Regions from separate parts of the Zea mays genome. Here all the other regions are linked to region 1. The links are chromatin contacts, called in public Hi-C maps. All regions are on one chromosome and are shown on one strand. The core of a region is the stretch at or near the end of the contact, and the rest is flanking DNA. Distances in the headings are between cores, read along the strand shown. Region 1 holds the start of LOC100384763. Region 2 holds the start of LOC103635083 (pentatricopeptide repeat-containing protein, mitochondrial-like). Region 3 holds the start of LOC100194015 (universal stress protein).

What was found. Hi-C and Micro-C count contacts between places; a contact is called where the count stands out from the background.
Region 2: a Hi-C map of leaf shows a contact between it and region 1, with 5 times the contacts expected there. The contact joins the promoter of LOC103635083 here to the promoter of LOC100384763 in region 1. A contact is called at or near these places in 5 of 25 Hi-C or Micro-C datasets (ear, leaf, tassel and 1 more).
Region 3: a Hi-C map of bundle sheath shows a contact between it and region 1, with 4 times the contacts expected there. The contact joins the promoter of LOC100194015 here to the promoter of LOC100384763 in region 1. A contact is called at or near these places in 3 of 25 Hi-C or Micro-C datasets (bundle sheath, ear and endosperm).

What each region holds. Positions count from the first base shown.
Region 1 is chr8:38,228,205-38,232,532 of Zm-B73-REFERENCE-NAM-5.0, forward strand. LOC100384763 reads left to right here and starts at 2,167. Exons shown (of 27, transcript NM_001362469.1): 1 at 2,167-2,351; 2 at 2,455-2,520; 3 at 3,374-3,460; 4 at 3,967-4,023; 5 at 4,137-4,201; 6 at 4,293-4,328. The coding sequence starts at 2,250.
Region 2 is chr8:37,681,886-37,686,814 of Zm-B73-REFERENCE-NAM-5.0, forward strand. LOC103635083 (pentatricopeptide repeat-containing protein, mitochondrial-like) reads left to right here and starts at 3,429. Exons shown (of 2, transcript NM_001301549.1): 1 at 3,429-3,770. The coding sequence starts at 3,465.
Region 3 is chr8:37,490,247-37,495,211 of Zm-B73-REFERENCE-NAM-5.0, forward strand. LOC100194015 (universal stress protein) reads right to left here and starts at 3,164. Exons shown (of 3, transcript NM_001139078.1): 1 at 2,762-3,164; 2 at 2,420-2,645; 3 at 1,898-2,199. The coding sequence starts at 2,951. The coding sequence ends at 2,118. LOC100282295 reads left to right here. Exons shown (of 3, transcript NM_001368947.1): 2 at 1-62; 3 at 1,036-1,291. The coding sequence ends at 1,054. LOC111590055 (small nucleolar RNA snoR128) reads left to right here and starts at 776; the gene lies at 776-875.

The DNA.
Region 1 (4,328 bases), core at 917-3,416:
TATTATTGTTAGAAAAATATAGCCAAAATACTTTGTGTCCTCTGGTCTTGGCCTTCCAGTGCTTAATTTGTATTGATCATAATTTGAGGCAGTAGTGATTTGAACGTAAGGAATATCTTCTAACATATAAATTCAGTTTCAAAAGCAGTGTAGAAATATTTGATGACTCCTCTACACCAACTTCAATCACATAATGTGAAATTGATGTTTATTTTTTTTAAGTTTGATTACGACTACATCTGCTTGTTTATGCTACCGACCTGACCTTTCTTATTTACGATAGGCTAATTCCCAGTTAAATGACTCAGGAAATAAACTGAACAATATGCCCATATACGACTCCTTGCTAGAGACCTGATCGCACGGTCCTAGCGTCCTACGGTAAGCAGTGGTGGAGTTGCATAGGAACCACTGAATTCAGCTGAAGTAAGTGTTACGTGGTGTACCATGCATCATGTATCAATTAGGAACAAACACCAAGAATTGCATAAAGAATATAAAACATCTTACCATCATATTCTGTGCATCATCAGTTGCTGCTCATCCAGGCAAAGATAGTCAAATTCCTAGGCAATATAAAACAGTCAATAAACACTACTAACAAGTTTTGCAGCGACATGTAAAGATGACAAATCTTACCATTTTATTCACCAAGGATTATACTGGAAATACCCTCAAACCAAATAAATTAAGGAAATACCTTCCAAACTATCCTATAAACTGTCTCCTCGTTTTTCATTCCAAATATTGTTGTAGTTACTTTCTAGAGGAACATTTATTACTATTGTTTTTCCTTATATTTTCAGCGCTTATGACAGTGTCCAAGCCCATTTTTAAAGTTCATAGTTTATTCTAATTAATGGATTCAGATTAAAACACTGTTCTATCTGAATAAAAAAGGAGAGCATTGCAATAAATTAATGCCATAAGTTTCTTGATAAAACCTGACATCTTCAAAATCGTTTTTAAGAAATCATGCACACAACTCATTTTCTCTACAGGTTAGTGAAGCATTGTCTCTTTGGAAATGCGTATCAATGTAGCTAGATTTATGTGCTCTTGGAATTTTGTAAATCCAAATTAAAATCTTCAAATTTAAAATCATCATACCATACTTGATAGTGTCTGAGATGGAAATTTGGTAAAAGGGGTGCATCAGAGACTGTATTGATACCTTAAGTAAGTTTCATAAACCATCCATTACTATCGTTTATTTAGTTTTTATATCTTACATAAAAAAGCTTTTTCCCCTCAGGTCCGGTGAGGCTGACGTTTTATCATGAATTCGGGGATGTTGCACTTTTGTGTTCGCAAGAACTATGTAGTGCATACATGTTTATCTCCTCCTAGGTTTCATCCTGGATAAGGGAACACCGTGTTTTTATGTTCATCGCGACAATGCGAGGGATATATGTCGATCCGTCTGTAGCTTAGTCTCTATAATTATGCTTGTCTTATGAAACCAACTTATACATATAAGTTGATCCTTTGGTGGTAGCATCAGGAACCTGGATCAATACGTTCTATCCTGCTTTTGGATGTGTACCATATGGATGCACAGATTAATGAAGGATTGCTATGTAAAACAAGCGCTACACTTCTATTTTAGTGTGCATGTATATATGTGCCCCGAGTTATGCTTTTATTGCACTTCATTTTGTTTGTGCTCTAATTGCTATAGCAAATGAAGGTTTTTTTTTCTATAGTTCCAATTTGATATGCATTACTATGTTCAGTCTCTATGTGTTTGGTCTGCTCATTGCTTTGTTGCTCTACCTGTCTCGCACTAATTAGTTTTGTGGATTGTGCTAAATAATTTATCTAATCCTCTGCTAAATTTGAATATGATATGTACAATTGCTCGCTCCTGTTTTACCCTTTGTTGGATAGGGCGTCCGAAGGGGCGCCGCCTGATCTAGTGGCTCTCAATGGGGGGGGGGGGGGGGGGGGGGGTTCAATGGAGTTTCATGAAAACAGGGACGTGAAACCCCCAATTTTGTCAAGGCCATTATTCCAGCCCAACCCCATCGTCTTCTATAGTTACATCTACACTACACCTAGGGCCCAGGAAAAAAGCCCACACCCACAGCATAGGGCACAGGTCCACAGCGGTCCAAGCGAGTGCTAGGCTGTTAGCAAATATCAAACTCCACTGCTACCACTAATACACATCGCCCCCGCACATATCGATCTCGTCGTCGTCTCCCCCGGTGGCATGCTCCGCTCCCGCTAGATCCGATCTATTATCTATGGATCCCCGCCGTCTCCCCATCCTTCTCTCCCTCCTGCTTGCCTTCTTCTCCGCCGTTGTCGCCTCTGACGAGATCCACGGATGCGGCGGCGTCGTCGAGGTCGACGTTCCTCATGTTGCTCTATCTCCGTGTACAGTGTGTTTCGCTTTGGTTAGGTGTGACTTGTTACACTGATGCGACTTGGGGTTTTGGGTGGTTTCAGGCGAGCTCTGGCTTGGCCAAGTCGAGGAAGGCATCGGATTCCAAGCTCGATTACTCCGACATCACGGTATGCCGTCCGCTCCCGCCATCGTCAGTTTTTATATCTTAGGACCGTCTCATCCCATCACGTAGACAAGCTTCGTAGTTGCACTCAGCTGTCCTTTCCTATCGAGCTTTGACTGGTATTTTTATGCATGATTCGTTTAGTCTAAACATACATTTGCTTGATGCCGTTCACTTGAATTGGACCTCATGGAGAGCTGAACACGTTCTGGTTGCATGATGCTGAGTTACCGCCGCTGCTCTAACAACTATCCTAGTTTCGGATTGCCTGTTGTCCCATGGTATTCAGATCACTGCCCTATGGGTTTGCATGGTTGGGTTTAGCGACTCTACACTCTATTCAGACCATTTAGAATTACCATTAGGGCACAAGAGGTTGCCCTGCCGGTGTTTTGAGCACATACTGATTTCTTGTTTCTGGTAGCTTTGGTGATTGCTGGACCTTAATTATGCTGGGGGGAGCGATGGGGGATGATTCAAATAATATTGTCCATTAGATTTGAGTAAGGGAGAGAGTTTATCCAGCGATCTGAAACGTTGGTTTTCATGTTTTGTTAAGTCTGGGTGCAATTTGTTTAGTGGAGGTTGTGGGTGTGGGGGATGATTTGGTTGGGTGGGTTCTACTAAGTTTAAACTGATGGATATTTTCATCTCTCATATAGTGACATATGCAAACTGTAGCATGTAGAGATTAATATCATTTTTAATACATGGCTATTATTCTAGTATTGCTCTATTTGTGTCTGTGTATGTTCCGTTAATCATGCTTGTGCTTTGGTTTTGATGCATATGTTTTTATATTTATTTATGATTTGCACTAAGCCTCCAACTGATTCCCTCTTAACTTTGTGTATCAGGTTGAGCTCTGCACTGTTGATGGTTTGGTTAAAGAAAGCACACAGTGTGCTCCTAATGGATACTATTTTATCCCCGTCTATGATAAGGTATCTTTGTGTTTTTTGTTTACTTTAGTTCTGGATTATCTTTTATGTGTTCTCATTTTATTTACACATACAATTTTATTGCAAGTAGGAGCAAAGGTTAAAGGGCACTACTCCCTCCTGTCACAAAACATGTTATGTTTTGGCTACTGTCAGCATGATGCCCTGTTTAAGTTTTTGTCATCAATATCCTTTTTGATATTTCAATTGAACTTCTAGAAATTGTATAGCCTGATCTTCCTTCAAAAAACAGTTCCATACTATTACATCATTGATATATTTTATACATATTTAGACAATTAGACTACTAGTTATTGTGATCAAGGTATGTAGGCTCCTAATGAATATTACAAAGAAATTTATTTTTTGACTGTATGACATCCAAAGCAGCACCTATTTTTTTTTGTACTGGAGGAAGTTGCTAAGATCATAATTTTGATATTCTCTTCCATTGTTTCTAAAATAAAATTTATGTCTACTATTTATGCTTGTCGCTTCTGTCAACACAGGGTTCGTTCATGGTCAGAGTGAAGGGGCCCAAGGGATGGTCATGGAAGCCCGAAACTGTAAAATAATTCCTTAACTGAATCTTTCCTTTGTTTCCCTCCTTACTTTGTCTTTACTAAGCACTAAGTGCATTTGTTCTTTTACTGGATGACATGTTCACCTAACACTTCAGGTTCCTGTCATCATTGATCACAATGGGTGCAATGGAAATGCGGATATAAATTTCCAGTTCACTGGGTTTGTTTCTTTAGCCATTTAGTTTAATTTTTTTGTGTGAACATGAATCACATTGAAACTTCAAATGTTAATGTATGCATGCACCGTGCAGGTTTATGATATCCGGTAAAGTAGTGGGAGCTGTTGG
Region 2 (4,929 bases), core at 2,179-4,678, 550 kb before region 1:
CAGAGAAGGCACAGACGTCCCCACAGACACTCAAAATCTCTTCAAAAGCTTCGGCTTCACCGCTAATCCACTCGATTACGCCCTCAGGGTCGCCTCGTATGAAGTTGTCTTCGCTTGAGTACGCGCCCACGTTGGCGAAGCTAGTCTTTATCTTTTTTACGCATTCCACAGATTTTTCAAAGCATCTTTCTTTTGATGCACGAAGTTCTGCAACTGTTTTTTCAAAATAATTTTTCCAGTACTCACTGGCATCTCGATCAGCTTCGGCAACAGCACATTTTAATTTGGCCTCAGCTAATTGTTTTCGAAGGTCTTCAATTTCACTTTTATGGGCCTCAGCTTGAGCCTTGAAACTAGCCTAGTCTTCTTTTATTTTGCTCACCAATGAAATTAATATTTTATCTTTTTCAAGGCCTTCGTTCCTTAGTTCAATTACTTCCGAACGAAGGTTGTTCAGAGCTATTGTGCATCCTTCGTCTTCGATATTTTTCTGTGTCCTGAGGGCATTGCTAAGGATCAAGCCCTGCAAAAGGAGCATAGTATTAAGTATAAACAAATGAAAAAATCGTTTTTTAAGTACAAAAAATTGATTTACACACTTTTATACTATTATATGCTAAACTGTCGGCCAATTCATCCTTCGACAGTACTGAAAGCCCATCTTCTAATGTTGGGAATCTGAAGCTTCTGCTCATCTCCCGGCAGACAGATATCTCTTTGCTGTCCGGGAGACAGTACAAAAAATCCTCTTCTCCGCTGTCGTTGAACATAGTGCCCCCCTTTAGATACTTCAGCTTCTGGGCATAGTGTTGAGCTTCTCGTTCTTCTTCTTTAGAGAGTCTCTTTCCCGAAGCATGACAGATGATATATTCAATAGTTTCTTTTAAAGCTTCGGGAATGCGGGCAGTGCACCGAAGGGCCCCTTCGTTCTCATCATCCTCCGCCACCTCAAATGGTGGGAACGCCACATAATAGTGGGAGCACATTATGGTCGCAGGGAGCCCTGGGAGGTCTTCAACTTCGCTTCCCGAAACATAAAACCAATAATCCCACCAGTTGCCCCACTTGTTGCGAGCACAGGGAACTAACTCCACAACTTCCGCCGAAGTCTTTCCAGTCCTCGGCGTGAAGGTGCACGATCCAAACTGTGCAATTTTACCTCCAATCTTTCTCTTTTGCCAGTGCAGATAGTAATTCTTGGCGAAGACCTCTACGGAAGGTTGTCCGCCGTACGAAGTCACCGCCCAGACATACTTCGCCAGGGCCACCATGGCGTTAGGTGTCAACTGGTGGACCTGGACCTCAAACCTCTGTAGGACCTCCGCCACGAAACAATGCGCGGGTAGGCGAAGGCCGGCGATGAAGAACGCCTCAAACACGACTAACTCGCCCTTAGGCTCGGGAATCTCTTCCGCCCCTAGGACGCGCCCAACACCGTTCCCAAAATACCATAACTGCTGCATATCCTGCACGCGAACCGAGGAAATCCTCGACACGCCGAACTCCACCATGTGACCCGGCTGTAACTCCACCGTCGCCAAATCGCTCGAGGTATCTTCAGATGATGAATCGGCCAGTGGCGCATTCGCAGCAGATGAGGAAGAAGACGACATCGCTACGTACCGTCGGCGGCGGCGCGTGGTTTGCTTGACGCGGGCCAGATCTCCGATGCAGAGGAACAAGGAGGGCAGGTGAGCGGGCGAGCGGTTTCAAAAGCTTAGGGTTTTCCGGCGCATGCAAAGGTAAGAGTCAGCCCGCGCCGCCCTTTTTATACACACGACGCGGCGCTTCGGGAAACCCGCAGTCCAACAGTACCACGTCCCATCAACGGTCACCTCAAAAACCCCCGCGGGACCACTTCGAGCGAGGGCAGCGTCTCCATCATCTAGCGACGTCTTCGGCACTAGATGACTCAGTTGAACTGGTCCCTCGGAGGGCAAATGTTGGGGCGAAGGCGAAGACGCTACCCTTCGCGCGAAGTCTTCGTCGCCTCGCTACACCAACGAATGCGAGACGATCGGCGCGACTGCCCTTCGTCCTCTCCATTGCAAGGCGAAGGCCAGACTCCGACGGAGTCTGCTAGTCCCGTGTCCTCATCTCGTCCGGAGGCCCACTGTAACGGGCCCCGCGTGGGCAAGCATATTACGTGCCTCATCTGTAATAACTTTTTCCTGTAATGACGGTCTGTAACCTCCCTTTATGGGAATATTCTAGGAATAGTCCGGGTATCCGAGGGCATAAACGTCCTTGTCTTGGGACGATAGACACTCGGGTAGCTATAAATACCCCCGTACAGTGCCCTTGAGAGGCCAGATTAACAGAGCAATTGTCATCCCACATTAAACTTTGCTTGCACTCTTTCCACTCCCCCGTTGGATCAACTTGCCTAGGAGAGCAAGTTCCAATAGGAGGAAGTGAATTGAGGTGCATCCTGAGTTACACAAGCAAAGGCGAAGCTCACCGAGGAACTGGGCACGGCGAGGCCTCAATGCCGGCGGAACGACGTGCAACGACAGCGGCGGCGCTGCGAGCTGGGTGGGAATGAAAGGGGCAGGGAGAGAGTGAATGGGAGGCGGGGGTATGCTGAGGGTTCGGGGTCTCTACCTTGAGGCCCGTGCGACACGCGTGGGATAGGGTCGTGGGGGTGTGGGCGACGGTTTGTCCGTGCGGAGCGCGCGGCGTGGGCGCGGGCGCGGCGGTTTCTAGGAGGGAGACAAGACTAACAGGCGGGGCCGTGGCGTCAGCGAGCGAGCGCGAATGAGAGAGCGGCGCACGCTGACAGGGCAGGCCCACGACACAGAGAGAGGGGGAGCGCGCGGGTGAAGGGATTGGCGCCGATAGGCCGGTCCCACCGGGCAGGGAGCGGAGGAGAGCGGGCGCGCGTGTGGGCGAGCTAGGCCTAATGGGCCGAAAGGTCCAGTGGAGGGGGTTGCATTTTCCTTTTTCTTCTGAATTTCTAATATCTTTTCTTTTTATTTCTCTTTTGAATTCAAATCCAACCAAGCCACAAATTCAAATTTGAACATTTCAAGTATATGCATCAAATAAAGATCAAAGTTTAGCCTCAACATAATGTAACAATTCATATTCCCATTAGGATTTGATTTATTAAAGTATTAATACATTTCCTACCAAATTAGGTCTTGTTCGGTTATTTTCAATCCATATGGATTGAAGGGGATTGATACGAATTGAGAGAGATTTTGACTTACTAGGGATTGGAACTCCCTCAATGAAGCTTTGTTTGGGTACTCTAGCATTGACTCCAATCCACATGTGTTGAGGTGGATTGGGGTGTAAATTAGTTTAAGTTACACCCCAATACATCTCAATACAAGTGGATTGGAGTTAATACTAGAGTACCCAAACTAGGCCTCAATCCATATGGATTGGGGTAAGGTTACCCAACCTAGAAGCAACACCTCCCTCTTTTCCTCGAGCGGTCTAACCCCAAACCCTAAACCATGGCGCCGCCGGCCCCATCCGTCGGTCCCCGCCTCCTACTCCGCCGCCTCCTCTCTACGGCTACCGAAGCGGCGGCGGAGACACCTGCGCCCACCGCCCCCAGCTCCGCCGCCGCCGCGAAGCCGGCGAAACAGGACCCGAGGCTGCTCTACCGTCGTTTGTCGGCGCTTGGAAGCGCCGGGGAGGGGAGCGTGTCGCGGGTTTTGAACAAGTGGGTGCGGGAGGGCGGCGCGACGCGAAGCGACGACCTCGTCAAGCATGTCAAGGAGCTCCGCAAGTACAAGCGTCACGCCCACGCCCTCGAGGTATACGCCTGGATCCTCCTTGTCTATCAACCAGGCGCGCCCATTCGATTCCAGTTCTGGTTTGGCAGTTTGTGATCTATGATATCAACCAGGCGCGCCCATTCGATCTCAGTTCTGGTTTGGCAGTTTGTGATCTATGAATCGTTTAGTGTTTGTTGGCTACATGAGTTTGGGAAGAGTTGTAATTAGTTAGTAACCGCAATTAGTTAGGAACCCTCCCCTAGTCTGGTGTTGGAGATCAATGATGTCGGTGGTTGAATGGGGTTTTGCCAGCCCAGTGTATCTTGGCCTCCGAGGACAGGTTCTGTGAGGGACTTGGTGCTGGCTGGCAAGATAAATAAGCAATTGACGGGAGGCAGTGTGGCTGGCAAGATAAATTGGCAATTGACTGGAGACATTCTGGTTGCAATTGCTACATTGTCACCACCCGTGTTGCCCATAGCGAGATTGAAACACAGACTTGAGCAAATCACAGATAATCAAATGACACCGATATATGAGGGAGTTTGACTCCTGTTCTTTCCTGTTTCTCAATTCTTTCTTGTCCCCCCTTTTGTCTCCAGCTTCTCTCCTATATAGCTACCACTTGGTTCTGCCAACCCAAAACTGCAAGGTCCAAAGGCCATGACAACTGGGCCCACATATCTAATGGTGCTAGGTATGATAATGTTGCCCCCACGAAACATTGCTTGTCCCCAAGCAATGGCTTGAATGCCACTACTGTAAGTGCCACCAGCATTCATGGCACATTCAAACAGACTGCAAACAGTATCCTCCCAAGGGCATACTTGCCCACAGCAGTACTTCTGTGATCAGAATGACCTCTGAGTTGAAAGTTTTGAACGCCAAGGATGTGAAATCAAACTTCCCATTTGATGCAATACTCATCACACCATGTAGCAACTTCTATCAGTACCTCTCCCCTTAGCACTTCATGGTGGCTCCAAAGTCCGAAGATTGAATTAGTATGTACAGCCAGAAGATGCAGAAGACCGAAACACAAACACTGGGCATTCTGAATTATGTAACTCATAATTTTGACTCTGACAATTTGCTCACCTTTCAGGGGGCGCAATGCATGAAATTTCAATAAGTAATCATGAATGAGCAAGGCAAACTTTAGATTGTGCCCAATAAACTCTCCACTAGAACTGCAGGA
Region 3 (4,965 bases), core at 1,914-4,413, 740 kb before region 1:
ACAAGGCGCACAAGAACGGCATCAAGAAGCCCAAGCGCCACCGGCAGACCTCCACCAAGGGGGTAAGATGATTTACTTGATGTCCCTCTTCCGTCGTCCCGTTCGGTTGATTGTGCAGATGCGTCAGAGTGGTCATTGGTTGATACCGGAATCATGTAGCTGCCGACTTCATTGGTTGTTCCGGATAGGTGAAATCTATCTTAGGTTGTGAAGTTAGTTCCTGGATGCGAAATTTTTGTATGGTCTGTTCTAGTCGCTGAACTTGGTTCCTACATGCTAATTGTTTTTGCCTGGTTTTCTAGTGCCGTACTAGTAGTGGCTCATGCTCGCGGTACTAGCAAATCCTGTTAGCTAGGATGAAAGATATCTAAGCCATTTGTGAAAGTCTCTTGCGGTAGTGTGGTAATGGGACGTCCTGGTTTTATAAACCTATTGTAACTAGTTATCAAAAGGATTTGGTGCATAGCCTTTTTTTTTATATCCAAGGCCACTTAATTTTCTCTCAAGTCTTGAAGGGTTGTGAGCTTGTCATTACCCTGCTGGAATTTGTTTCTACTTGTGATTTGAAAACACATTTAGTCCCCGTTTGCTGCTGCGGTGTGTATGAATTCTTGCAGCTGTTATTTTTCTTGTCTTTGTACAGATGATATTCATAATGTTTTTGTTCATGTTGGTCCAGTTGATCAGTCTATTATTTTACTAGAGTTACATGGAGTTTACATTGAAGTTGAACTTAATCTTAATATCAAGCGTTCTCCTGCTGAGGTTTAGGCTGTTGCTATGATGAGACGTAATACCTTCTGAGAGCAGATTACTGCTGTATGAACCTGGGAAATATTCTTTCATTATTTCCTCCTGAGCGGTTACCTGAGCAACTGCACAACTTTGATTCCTGTTGCGCTTCATTTAGGATGCTATTTGTATTGAGATGTAGCACAACTGTTACTTTTGCCAATTTTTCATCTCTAACAGCTGCTTGAGATGCACCTTGGTTTTTGCTCTACAACTGACCCTTTGCATTGACCATGTTTGCAGATGGACCCCAAGTTCCTGAGGAACCTGAGGTATTCAAGGAAGGGCAACAAGAAGAGTGGTGAGGCTGAGGAGTAGGAAGGAAAGCATGGTTGTGTTTCCTATGTTTTAGCTCAGTTGTAAGGTGGAACTTAGGACCTTTTGCTGCCGAAATGTTTTTATGATAATCATGTTTTGAAGAGTTACGGTTTACTTTCATTATTTCCTTTGCCCTTGGTAACTAAAATTAGTTGTTTCGATTGCGTCTGGGTTTCATTGGAGGCTAACCTGTTTGGGAGGCGGTTTAATGTTTTATCTTGTGGTCGAGTGAGCATTAGAGCATGTACAACTTAGAGCTTGATCGGTTTTCATGGTATTATCATGCAATGGAATGTTTTTAAATCCCTGTTTGGGAACGAAGTTTTTGAAAACCATAATTTTTGAAATACTACAATTTACTTCAGTCATGACAATACCATTGTTTAAAATAACCTAAGTTTAGAATACCTTAAAACAACTATAATATTTATAATAGTTCAGTTTTAAAAATAGAGATTTTAGCTAGTTTGTTAAACACTATTTTATGTATAATACTTTAGTATTTAAGAATACAACAGTATTCTTTCAAAACTATAAAAAAATTTCACTTCCAAACACCCACTAAGTTGGGTTTCTACAGCTTGTCGATACCGCTGCTGCTTAGGTGCTCGCGAAACAGTTACATGATAAATTAAAAGGTGTGAAATTTTGGTGGTGACGGGACTGAAATACCTCTGCTTGATGGAGGCCTGTAACTGTTAAAAGTTGCCACATTTGTTATGTGCAGCGGGGTTTTAAGATAAGCTAATCGTGTTAGCAGAAACAAACAGCTAGGCAACCGAAGGTTACGGAACGCTTTTCACTAAACAAGAGTACCAAATGCAAGAAGATAGTATGTACAGTACATACTCTGTCTGAACTCTGAACACCTTATTCCAGCAGAAAGCTAGTTGTTGAACTAGGGAAGACACTGCCATGCAATGGGATGTGAAGTGTGTACATATATGCCTATATGGTCGCCATGAAACATTATTGGCTAAGCTGCAGCGTTACATGCGAGGAACCTTCTACTCCTTGGGCCTCTTGACAATGAGGACCGGGCATTTGCAGTTCTGCGCGCAGTGGTTGCTGACGCTGCCCAAGAACGCCCTGCAGCAATGTTCATTTGAAACGAAGATAAACGAGTGAGTAGATTGCTGCCTCACAGGGATAATTGCAGGCCAAGAAAAAAAAAGGATCTGAAGCACTTGTCGCCCTCGACAGACTCCTGACGTGACTCAACTTGTGTAATCCTTGTCCGATGTGTTGATTTTTGGACAAGACGGAAAGGGTCTAGTACCATGTATGATCAGTGTCAGTATCAGCTCACCTCTGGATGAAGCCGTAACCATGGCTGCCCATGACGAGCAGGTCCGCGGCCATCTTGTTGGCTGCGTCGCAGATGACGTCCCGCGGGTCCCCGCTCTCCACCGTCGTCTCCACCTTGACGTGCGGGTGGTCGGCGCAGACGCGCTTGGCCTTGTCGACCGCCGCCGCCGAGACCGCGTTGGCGTGCCTCTCAACGCTCGCCAGCACGTCCGAGGTCATCATGTACCCTGCAGGCAGGATCCAGGGCATCAGCGCCTCTTCCATTTACTGATACTTGTGAGCTTCAACGCCCGGCCGGCTCCATATGATCTGGAGAAATTTACATCTGCGGCGGTAGTAATACCTGCGCTGTCCATGGCGGCGTAGACCGGGCGCGGGCGGCGGGCGTGGACGAGCACCAGCGTGTCGCCTCCTGCCGGGGAGACGACGTTGGCGAGGCACCAGTTGAGCGCGTGCAGGCTCTCCTCGCCCTCGTCCACGGCCACCATGATGCGGCGCCCGGCACTGGAGGCGGCGACGGCGGCAGTTTCCATGCAGGACGCACTGGATCGATCGGTGAACGATTGTTGCTTGCAAGGGGGTGAGAACAGAGAAGAGGATAGAACAATCAAATGGATGCTACTGCCTGACAATTGAGGAGAGCAGTCCGCTTTAAAGGAGAGAGGACAAAGCCGTCGTGCTGCAGCAAAGCTCTTGTGCTTCACGGCTGCTGCGGCGCCATGATGGGCTATCCGCGTCACCCTGCGACTCTGCCCTGGGTTTGGGGCGCCCGCGGCCGCCGCTGGGTTTCCTCTCCTCAGCCTCACGCCCTCGTACGGCTTTTCTCGTTTCCCGAAACGCCCATGCGGTGTTCTTCAGTGGGCCAACCAACCGACTGAACAGTGGAGCGAGCGACCAGGGGTATTGTTGCCATTATCTGATTATTACTTTCTGGTTGATTTTACAAGAGAGTCCGAATGGAACAGTGAGGATGATACCGTGGTTAGCGGCAGCTGTTTTGGATGTTGGATTTTGACGAAGGCACACGGTTTTGCTTTTGCAGGGCATGAACCCACGACGCCTGTGCCTCTTGGGCTTTGTTTGCCTGCGATCCAGTCAGAGTCAGGCAGGGGGTCTGTGCAGATGTTGGGCTGCGATGGGCCCTATTATCTTTTCCCTCTCGGCCTCAGACAAGACCTTTCACTTGAGAACCTTCCCGTGATCCCGTCCGAGCGCCTCCTCGACAGGAGCAGCGTTCCCGGAATATTTGCAATTTTGCAATTCACAAGAGTTGTTTATTTGCTATTTTACCATTTGTCTATGATTTATGGATTCATCTATGTCTATATTTTATGGACACGATAACATATTAGCGATGCCCACTGCTGGTGATAGTGAAATTGCAAATCCCTCTAATATTCCATCTTCTGGTCCAACCAGCAGCAACAGATATGCCGACCATCAACGAACATGTACAACCTGATTCGCTGAATCGGTTTTCTATGTAAAGATGCAACTAAAAACTGTATAATATAATAAGATGTCTTTAAATCAATTACAATATAAATTTAGTTAAGAGCCAATATATATAAAAAGTTGTATATAGATTGACCTTTCATGAAGAGATCATCTCTCGTTTTTTTAATTTAACCTCTTAGATACCCTTAAGAGAACACTCAAGAGACGAGCATACCCTAAGAATTGTGCAGCGGCCCCACAGGAAAGCAACTTTGAACCACTGGCCCACACGAGGAAGCTTTCGGGTAGCACATATTGAGAAACAGCGTCGTTGAAGATCCTAGATCCAGACCTAGAACCCTCCCGTCAACAATGGAGATGTGAGGAAGATGTAGAAACCCGTTTTCTTCCCTTCCCCTAGCGACATAGCACAAGAGACAGAAGACAAGATGTGGAAACTCTTTCCTTGTTATTCATTATGAGGGGGTACAAATTCATTATATAGAAAAGTATAGCCGCTCAGGAGTATGTTTGGCCCACACGAGGAAGCTTTCGGGTAGCAGATATTGAGAAACAACGTCGTTGAAGATCCTAGATCCAGACCTAGAACCCTCCCGTCAACAATGGAGACGTGAGGAAGATGTAGAAAACCCGTTTTCTTCCCTTCCCCTAGCGACATAGCACAAGATACAGAAGACAAAAGACGTGGAAACTCTTTTCTTGTTATTCATTATGAGGGTGGTACAAATTCATTATATAGAAAAGTATAGCCGCTCAGGAGTATGTTTGGTATTAGCCCACATAACCCTTCGTATGGTTTCTTAGCACTCTCCCTTAGACGAATACCGCGACGAATTCATGCCTCGTTAAAACTCCAAAAAAACTCTAGTGAAAAAATGAAGTGTATAGTTTCACTTCATGTATTGCACTTGATGCCTTATTAAAACCATCTATGAGAAACTTCAAGGAAACTGAATGGAGAAAAGAGTACAACGAGGGTCTTCAGGACAACGACAACCTTCAAGACTATATAGCTTACGATCTTCAGGATCGAATAACAAGGGCTAAAATTCAAGGATGCTTTCCCCCTGAATCCTGCAAATCTCTCAA